Regions from separate parts of the Mus musculus genome. Here region 1 is linked to region 2. Evidence: chromatin contacts called from public HiChIP or PLAC-seq data. All regions are on one chromosome and are shown on one strand. The core of a region is the stretch at or near the end of the contact, and the rest is flanking DNA. Distances in the headings are between cores, read along the strand shown.

Region 1 (3,527 bases), core at 345-2,844, 110 kb before region 2:
ATTTTGCCAAGTGACAGTCTCTGCTTCCTCTCCTAGGAGAAGTCTTCCCTTATTTTAATATAATATTTGAAAGTTTTCATTATCTAGAGCAGTGGTTCTCATCCTGTGGGCCATGAGCCCTTTGGGGGGGTTGAACGACCCTTTCACAGGGGTCACATATCAGATATCCTGCATCTTAGCTATTTACATTATGATTCATAACAGTAGCAAAATTAGTTAGGAAGTAGGAACAAAATAACGTTATGGTTGTGGTCACCACTATGTTAGAGGGTCGCAGCATTCAGGAGGGTTGAGAACTGTTGTTCTAGAGGCAAATAAGAAGACAGAGTTCCTTGATAGGGCCCAGAGGCAGTGAAAGAAGTTTCCACGTAGAAAGTGAAGAAGGTCTGGTGTCCGAAGCAGTGAGGAACTTAAAAAAAGAAAACCAAAAACATTGCCAACTAACAGTCCAGGAGAAGAGCGGGGCATGAAAGGCTGAGTTCCCATGGGATGCCTTGAATGGAATCAGAGTGTGGGAAAATTGGTGTGGCTGGAAGGCAGGTGCCGGGCATCTCAGACGCTGGTAGCTGGGGAAACAGGAAACCCCTTTAGGATCCCAAGATGCCATTCCAATGAGCTTGAGATTTTTCTCATGGACTGCCAGTGAATGTTTCTACGCTCCGGAAATTAATGTTTACTTATTTTCCATATTCTAGGGGAGAACCCTGGGAAAAATGGAGGACATTCATTGAAATATCTGAGTCCTGGGATAAGGCAGGCTTGGTCCTACAACTCTGGTAAAAGTCCATCAGGAAGTGCCTTGACCAAGGCTGGAGTGGAGAGCTGTTGGTGAGATGTAAGGGCAAGGTTTAGTTGCTAGATATGTAGATGGCAAGATGGTGCTGCCAACAGCCCCCAGAGCTCTAACCCACTGAGAAACCCAGGAATGAATGATGGGAGATGGCTTTGGTGCCAGCTGCTAGTGACATGGCTGGAAAGCTGCACTGGCTTCGAGGCCAGACAATTCCTCAAGGAAACATCTGGCCAGGGTGCAAGGGCCAGTTTCCTTCCTTGGAGTTCCTTTCACAGCTAAGAACATCATCCCCCAACCACTGGTTTTGTTAAAAAGTTTTCAGTATGACTTGAGCATGGTCAAGAAGCATAGAGAGGGGGAAATAAGGGTGGAAGGAGCTGGAGAAAGCTTACAATAGGACTGGGTAAAGGGAAGGAGAAGAAACCATTCCCGCATTCCCATAGGAGCCAGTACCAGGAAGGGCAGGTGTACACACAGATCTCATCTAAGGCCATGTTTGGTTTAGGGATTACTCTTCTCCTGAATCTGAGCAGCAGCAATACGTAAAATACCCACACCCATGGCTTCCATATTCCAGAACTTATCACAAACCGTGTAGAGTTTACTGAGATACCTTCGTCAGAGGATGAGTCAGAGGCCTCCTGCCTAAGGGCCCTACTGAGCAGGCAGCTAAAGGCTTCCGGGCCTCTGCAGCTCCACAGATACAGGAGAGGGAAGCAGATAAGCCGTGGACTCCACCTGAGCACACCTAGCTTGAGCAAAGCTGGTCAGGTACAAATAGCAGAGGGCTGAATGTCTGTGAGCACGCCGCCTGATCCTCTGCTCCACCACACTCCTGCCGCCATGAAGCTCACAGTAAGTCAGATCTTCCTTTTCAATGCAGCACCATACAACATTAATAGTCAGGGGTGAGGGGGTCTGACTCTTACGGCACTGTTACCATAGTGGAAATATTCTCCTTCCTTTTCATGGAATCATGGTGTTTACAAGCATGTCCATAGAGAAGAAGAATTGCCCCGGAAGAGCCTGTCACAGGCTGAATACTGTAGAATTGTCTTTCACACCATCTGTTCCAAGGTTCTACTTAAGACGAGCAGTCTCTGGGCTCCAGAAAGAGTCTTTCTTAGCCTTGATCTCTTTCTTATTTCTGATTTCTCCTTTCTTATCCATGATTTCCACTTTTACCAGTTCTGGGCATGTTCCGGTCAGACTGGAAGATCACTGTTGTCAAAACTAGTCTTCAACACTCTTGGCTGTTAACATGAAAACAACGGTCCTTGGGCCCTGTGCAAGCATTTCTTGGAGAAAGTCTCTGGGGATGAAGCTATCTCAGTTTCCCCACTGAAGTCCTAGGATACAGAGGCTCAAACAGAGTGCACATATTCAATTTCAGCATACTCTATTGGCGCTGCTTTATGAATCATATGAATTTATGGAATTGGAAATGTAAACTATGACCAAGAAGCGTCCACCTCAGAACAGGTTGGGTGGGGAACTCCAAGCACAGGCCAGAGGGCTGCGTTTCTCTTCTAGTTCTGTCTAGAGGAGTGATTCTCGACCTTCCTAATGCTGTGACCCTTTAATACAGTTCCTCACGTTGTCGTGACTCCCAGCCATAAAATTACTTTCATTGCTACTGCATAACTGTAATTTTGCTACCATTATGAGTTGTAATGTAAATATCTGATATGCAAGATACCAGATAACCTAAGAAACGGTTGTTTGACCTTTAAAGGGGTCACAACCCACAGGTGGAGAACTACTGGTCTAGGGTCCTTTACAGTCCTTTAGCTGCCTCATTTACAGGAGATAACATCATGCTCAAAAACTCCCTCCACATTTGGCTTTTTGGGTTGTTTTGTTTTGTTTTTCAAGACAGGGTTTCTCTGTGTAGCCCTGGCTGTCCTGGAACTCACTTTGTAGACCAGGCTGGCCTCGAACTCAGAAATCCGCCTGCTTCTGCCTCCTGAGCGCTGGGATTAAAGGCGTGCGCCACCATGTCTGGCTCACATCTGGCTTTTTAAGAGACCGATTTTAACTCTCTTGCATTGAAAATAAATATAGTAGAAATGCTTAACCTACTAAGACAATAAAAACAGGATTCCTTCTGCTAGGAAGAACACGTTCCAGACTAAGGAAAAAAACCTTTTCAGGGCTTTCATTACACTGTGCCATGCACTAATTTTATGTTTTCTTCATCAGTTTTCAGTGTCTGAAATTCAGTGTCAAAATTCTAAGACTACATATGAATATCATTACAGTAACTCAGCAATTCTATGTTACCAGTAAGTTTTTCTGTAGTTTAAAAAAAAGGTGGAAGAAGAAAGCACAGATGGTTTAGCACATGGGTAAAATCAGTAACTATTTCTGATGAGCTTGGTGAAGATGCTGTAAACCATGCGACCACCAGTCCTGTTCTCTGTGCTTTCAGATGTTCGTCGTGGGTCTGCTTGGCCTCCTTGCAGCTCCTGGTTTTGCTTACGTAAGTCTCATTTTTCTGAAGTTCATTGTCAAAACTGCATTTACAGTGAAATGTGATCTTAAGTCACCCTCTGCTTCTTATGAACATTAGACGGTCAACATCAATGGTAATGATGGCAATGTAGACGGAAGTGGACAGCAGTCGGTGAGCATCAATGGTGTGCACAACGTGGCCAATATCGACAACAATAACGGCTGGGACTCCTGGAATAGCCTCTGGGACTATGAAAACGTATGTAATGGACACACAGGG
Region 2 (3,086 bases), core at 405-2,904:
ACTCTTGGGTCCATAAGGGCAAGGGAGGTTGGAAAGTGAACAGTCTTTGGACCAAGCTTGGGATATGAAAATACAAGGCTACAAACATAAATTGGTGTCTCTGAAGAGGAAAGGGTAGCCTTACCAACCAACGTGCTGCAGAGTTTAAGTAATTCCCACTGTATCTCACTCCAGCCTCCATTTCCTCCTCAAATGACCTCTGTCTGATTATGATACCAAGTCTCCTGTTCAACAGACTCTTGATTAAAATCATCTCCCAATACATTCCTTTACACTTGACATTATTCTATTATTCTATAAGAAATTACAGAATATTTATTCTATTAGTCTATAAGAAAATTATTGCCACCCTAAGAATTGATATACAAGCCCATTCATTCACCTACTTAACAAAGTCATTGATCACAAGATATTCCCTCCTGGGCACTTAGGACGCACCAGTAGACAGAGGATGGAGGCTACAGAGTGAACAGTAAACATAAGGAATGATTCTGCACTGTATTAAAAAATAATCTATGTGATAGGGAAAAACTAAATGAGAGGGTTTGGTACCTCAGTGAGTGGGCTCCAGTGTAAACAGGGGTCATCTGAGTAGAGCCCTGGATAGTGAGGAAGTTAGCTATGGGACCATAGAAGGGGTGAGGAGGGTGGAAGTTTCCAAACCCCAAATCCCTAATGTTAAGACCCCGAGGCATCTGAGGTGGAGTGAGAAGGGTAGCTGTGGGCTAGATGAGGAAGCCACAGTCAGTGGGGTGGCCGAGGATGGAGGATGTGAGCACGTGGGCTTTGGAGGAGGAGAGCTGCAAGATCTAACTTGCATTTGAAAGCTCACTCTGTGGGCAGATGGCAAATGATAGGAGCAGCTTGGCTATGGAAAAAGGTTCTGTGTTGAACCAGTGGCTGAGGAGTCTCCTAAAACATTGGATATAGAACTTGAGACATCCCCAAAGGCCAGAGCTTGTGGATGGCATGACCACAAGTTGGCAGGAAGAAATCAGGAAGAGGAGGAGACCTGGGGGTGAGGAGAAATTAGGACATCACTTTGCTGGTTACTGTTTGTATAGCCATGTCTGGGTTATTCATCTCTCCTGTACTTCTCTTTCCTAACCAAGAAAAAGAAGACACTAAGAGTTTGCTTTGCTGGCACTAGTAGGAGCATTACACAAATGCTCTCTGCACCATGCAGAAGGCCTGGCAGTTAATCAGCACTCAATAAGTGTTTTATAATGGAGGCTTAAACAAAACTTTTGAGGGAGCTGGATGTGACAGTGCATGCCTGTAAGCCCAGCCCATTGGAGGCTTAGGCAGTAGGATCTTCAATTCAATGTCAACCTCAGTTACACATACAGTTTGAACTAACTGATTCTCTCTAGAGAATCAGGTCCCCTAACCTGGGTCCCAGAGTAACGGAGGGACCCTGATGAAAAGACACAACCATGGTATACACACTATCACTCAGCCACACTTCAGTGGTTAGGAGACAAAGAAGATGGCAAAAAAACCCTCCCAGCTCAAACACAGAGCTCTACTCCCCGTCAGGTCCCAAGCAGAAACTCTAATTAAACACTGAAACTTCCTGGGGCAAAGCAGAGGTTCTGTGGAAGGTGGAAGGCGTGGTCATCCAGAGGTGACTTGAAGTCTCAGGCTAGTGTTTGTCCAGAGGATGTGGTTTTTAGATTAGAAAGGCTCCCCGGGGCCTAAGCAAAGGGTTAGTCCTGTCTGTGCCAGTCCCAGCCTGCCCAGCCCATCACCTGGAAGCAAAACTCATTTTAAAATATGAAGCTAAGACTTTTCTCACTTTATTCAGTGCCCATGTGGACAAGTGTGTCCCAAGTGTGTCCAAGAGCCACGGTGAAAAACTGCTGCCCTGGCCAGAAGTAGAAATTCCATGCAGATTTACAAGACAGAGATTTTTTTCCACTTAAGCACGAAAAGATTCCTATACTCAGGGTAAAGGTTGCAGAGCTGCCTGGCTATAGAGAGTGTCAATACTCAACCCCCTTTCCCCAGGGTTTCCAACACACGCAGGCTGGGCTGCCCGGCCTGCACCCTTTCCTTCCCAGACTATAGCCTCGGGATGAGAGCCGTCTCTGATTTGGTTCAGTACAAAGCAAGTCCAGTTTAGGGCCTTGAGGAGCTTTCATTGAAGATTATCTTCCTTTAAATAGGTATTTTACAAGTCTATCATGTTTTACCCAAAGAGGACAAAATTCGGGAAGTTGTTCAACCAATTTTCTTAAACAGCTACTGAATATCCAGTGTCCTGTTAACAATCTGCAAAGTTGCTGTTGACGGAAGGGGCCCACCAGGCTGAAGGATGTCTAAAGAACAGGGAGGCTGGAGATAGCTCACTCCGTCAGTGCCTGAGTTTGATCTCAACCCACCTAAAAAAATAGCCAGGCATGGTAGTGCACACTCCAGTGTGCAGAGATTGGGACAGGCAGATCCTTGGCTCACTCACCAGCCAGCTTGGCCTACTTAGAGAGTTCCAGGTGCCTCGGATGAGAAGCACTTTCAAAAAGAGTGAAGCAGACAGCACCTGAGAAATGGCACCAGCGGGTATCCTCTGGGCTCTGTCATGCCCACACACGGATGTATTCAGAGAGAACGGGTTGCCTGAATCAGGTGTAAAGTCTGTAAGATTTCAGAGAGGAGGGGGCCAGAAAGAGCCATAAACTGTCTGTGGAGGAGGTAATGCCACAAAGTGATCTTTAAAAAAAAAAAATATCCGATAAGTGCAGGGACATAATGAGCAGAGGCTCTGCCCAGAGGAGGGCAGCCTTTGCAAGGGCTCAGGACCCCTGCAGATCTGCGAATCACATCTGTTTCCAAGCCTGCTGCCTTTTGATTGAGGCCATTTCTCAACTTTACAACTGCTCCTCTCCGGGACGTGACGTGTACCCACCCTTGGTTCTGTCACGCAGTAAGTGACATGGCACCAGACTCTCACTGCGGGTTAACTGAGAGCGCCTGGTGAGGGTTTGTTTACATTTCTTGCAGGATTGTAAAAAATCACAATCTTCAAAGAAAGGAAGGGAACATAAGGTTCTACCTAAGGCTCTAAGTCTAATTAACCACGAAATAAA

The links. HiChIP or PLAC-seq counts read pairs in DNA pulled down with a chosen protein or histone mark.
Region 1: an HNF4G HiChIP or PLAC-seq map of pancreatic cancer cells shows a contact between it and region 2. The contact joins the promoter of Gkn1 here to the enhancer-like site in region 2. A contact is called at or near these places in 5 of 39 promoter capture datasets (the 3T3-L1 cell line, the HPC-7 cell line, embryonic stem cells and 2 more), 1 of 115 datasets of contacts at active chromatin or transcription factors (pancreatic cancer cells) and 1 of 9 other capture datasets (adipose tissue).

Annotation. Positions count from the first base shown.
Region 1 is chr6:87,348,982-87,352,508 of GRCm38.p6, reverse strand. Gkn1 (gastrokine 1) reads left to right here and starts at 1,594. Exons shown (of 6, transcript NM_025466.1): 1 at 1,594-1,648; 2 at 3,225-3,275; 3 at 3,366-3,506. The coding sequence starts at 1,637.
Region 2 is chr6:87,236,044-87,239,129 of GRCm38.p6, reverse strand. All of the region lies in intron 12 of Antxr1 (anthrax toxin receptor 1), which reads left to right. All of the region lies in intron 3 of Gm38851 (a long non-coding RNA gene), which reads right to left. Among named protein-coding and RNA genes, the nearest start is that of Gm38851, 14 kb to the right of the region's middle. Within about 2 kb of position 1,654, at least 21 of the 459 cell types and tissues checked have an H3K27ac peak or open chromatin away from gene starts, as enhancers often do. A contact at or near this core is called in pancreatic cancer cells, where this site is marked.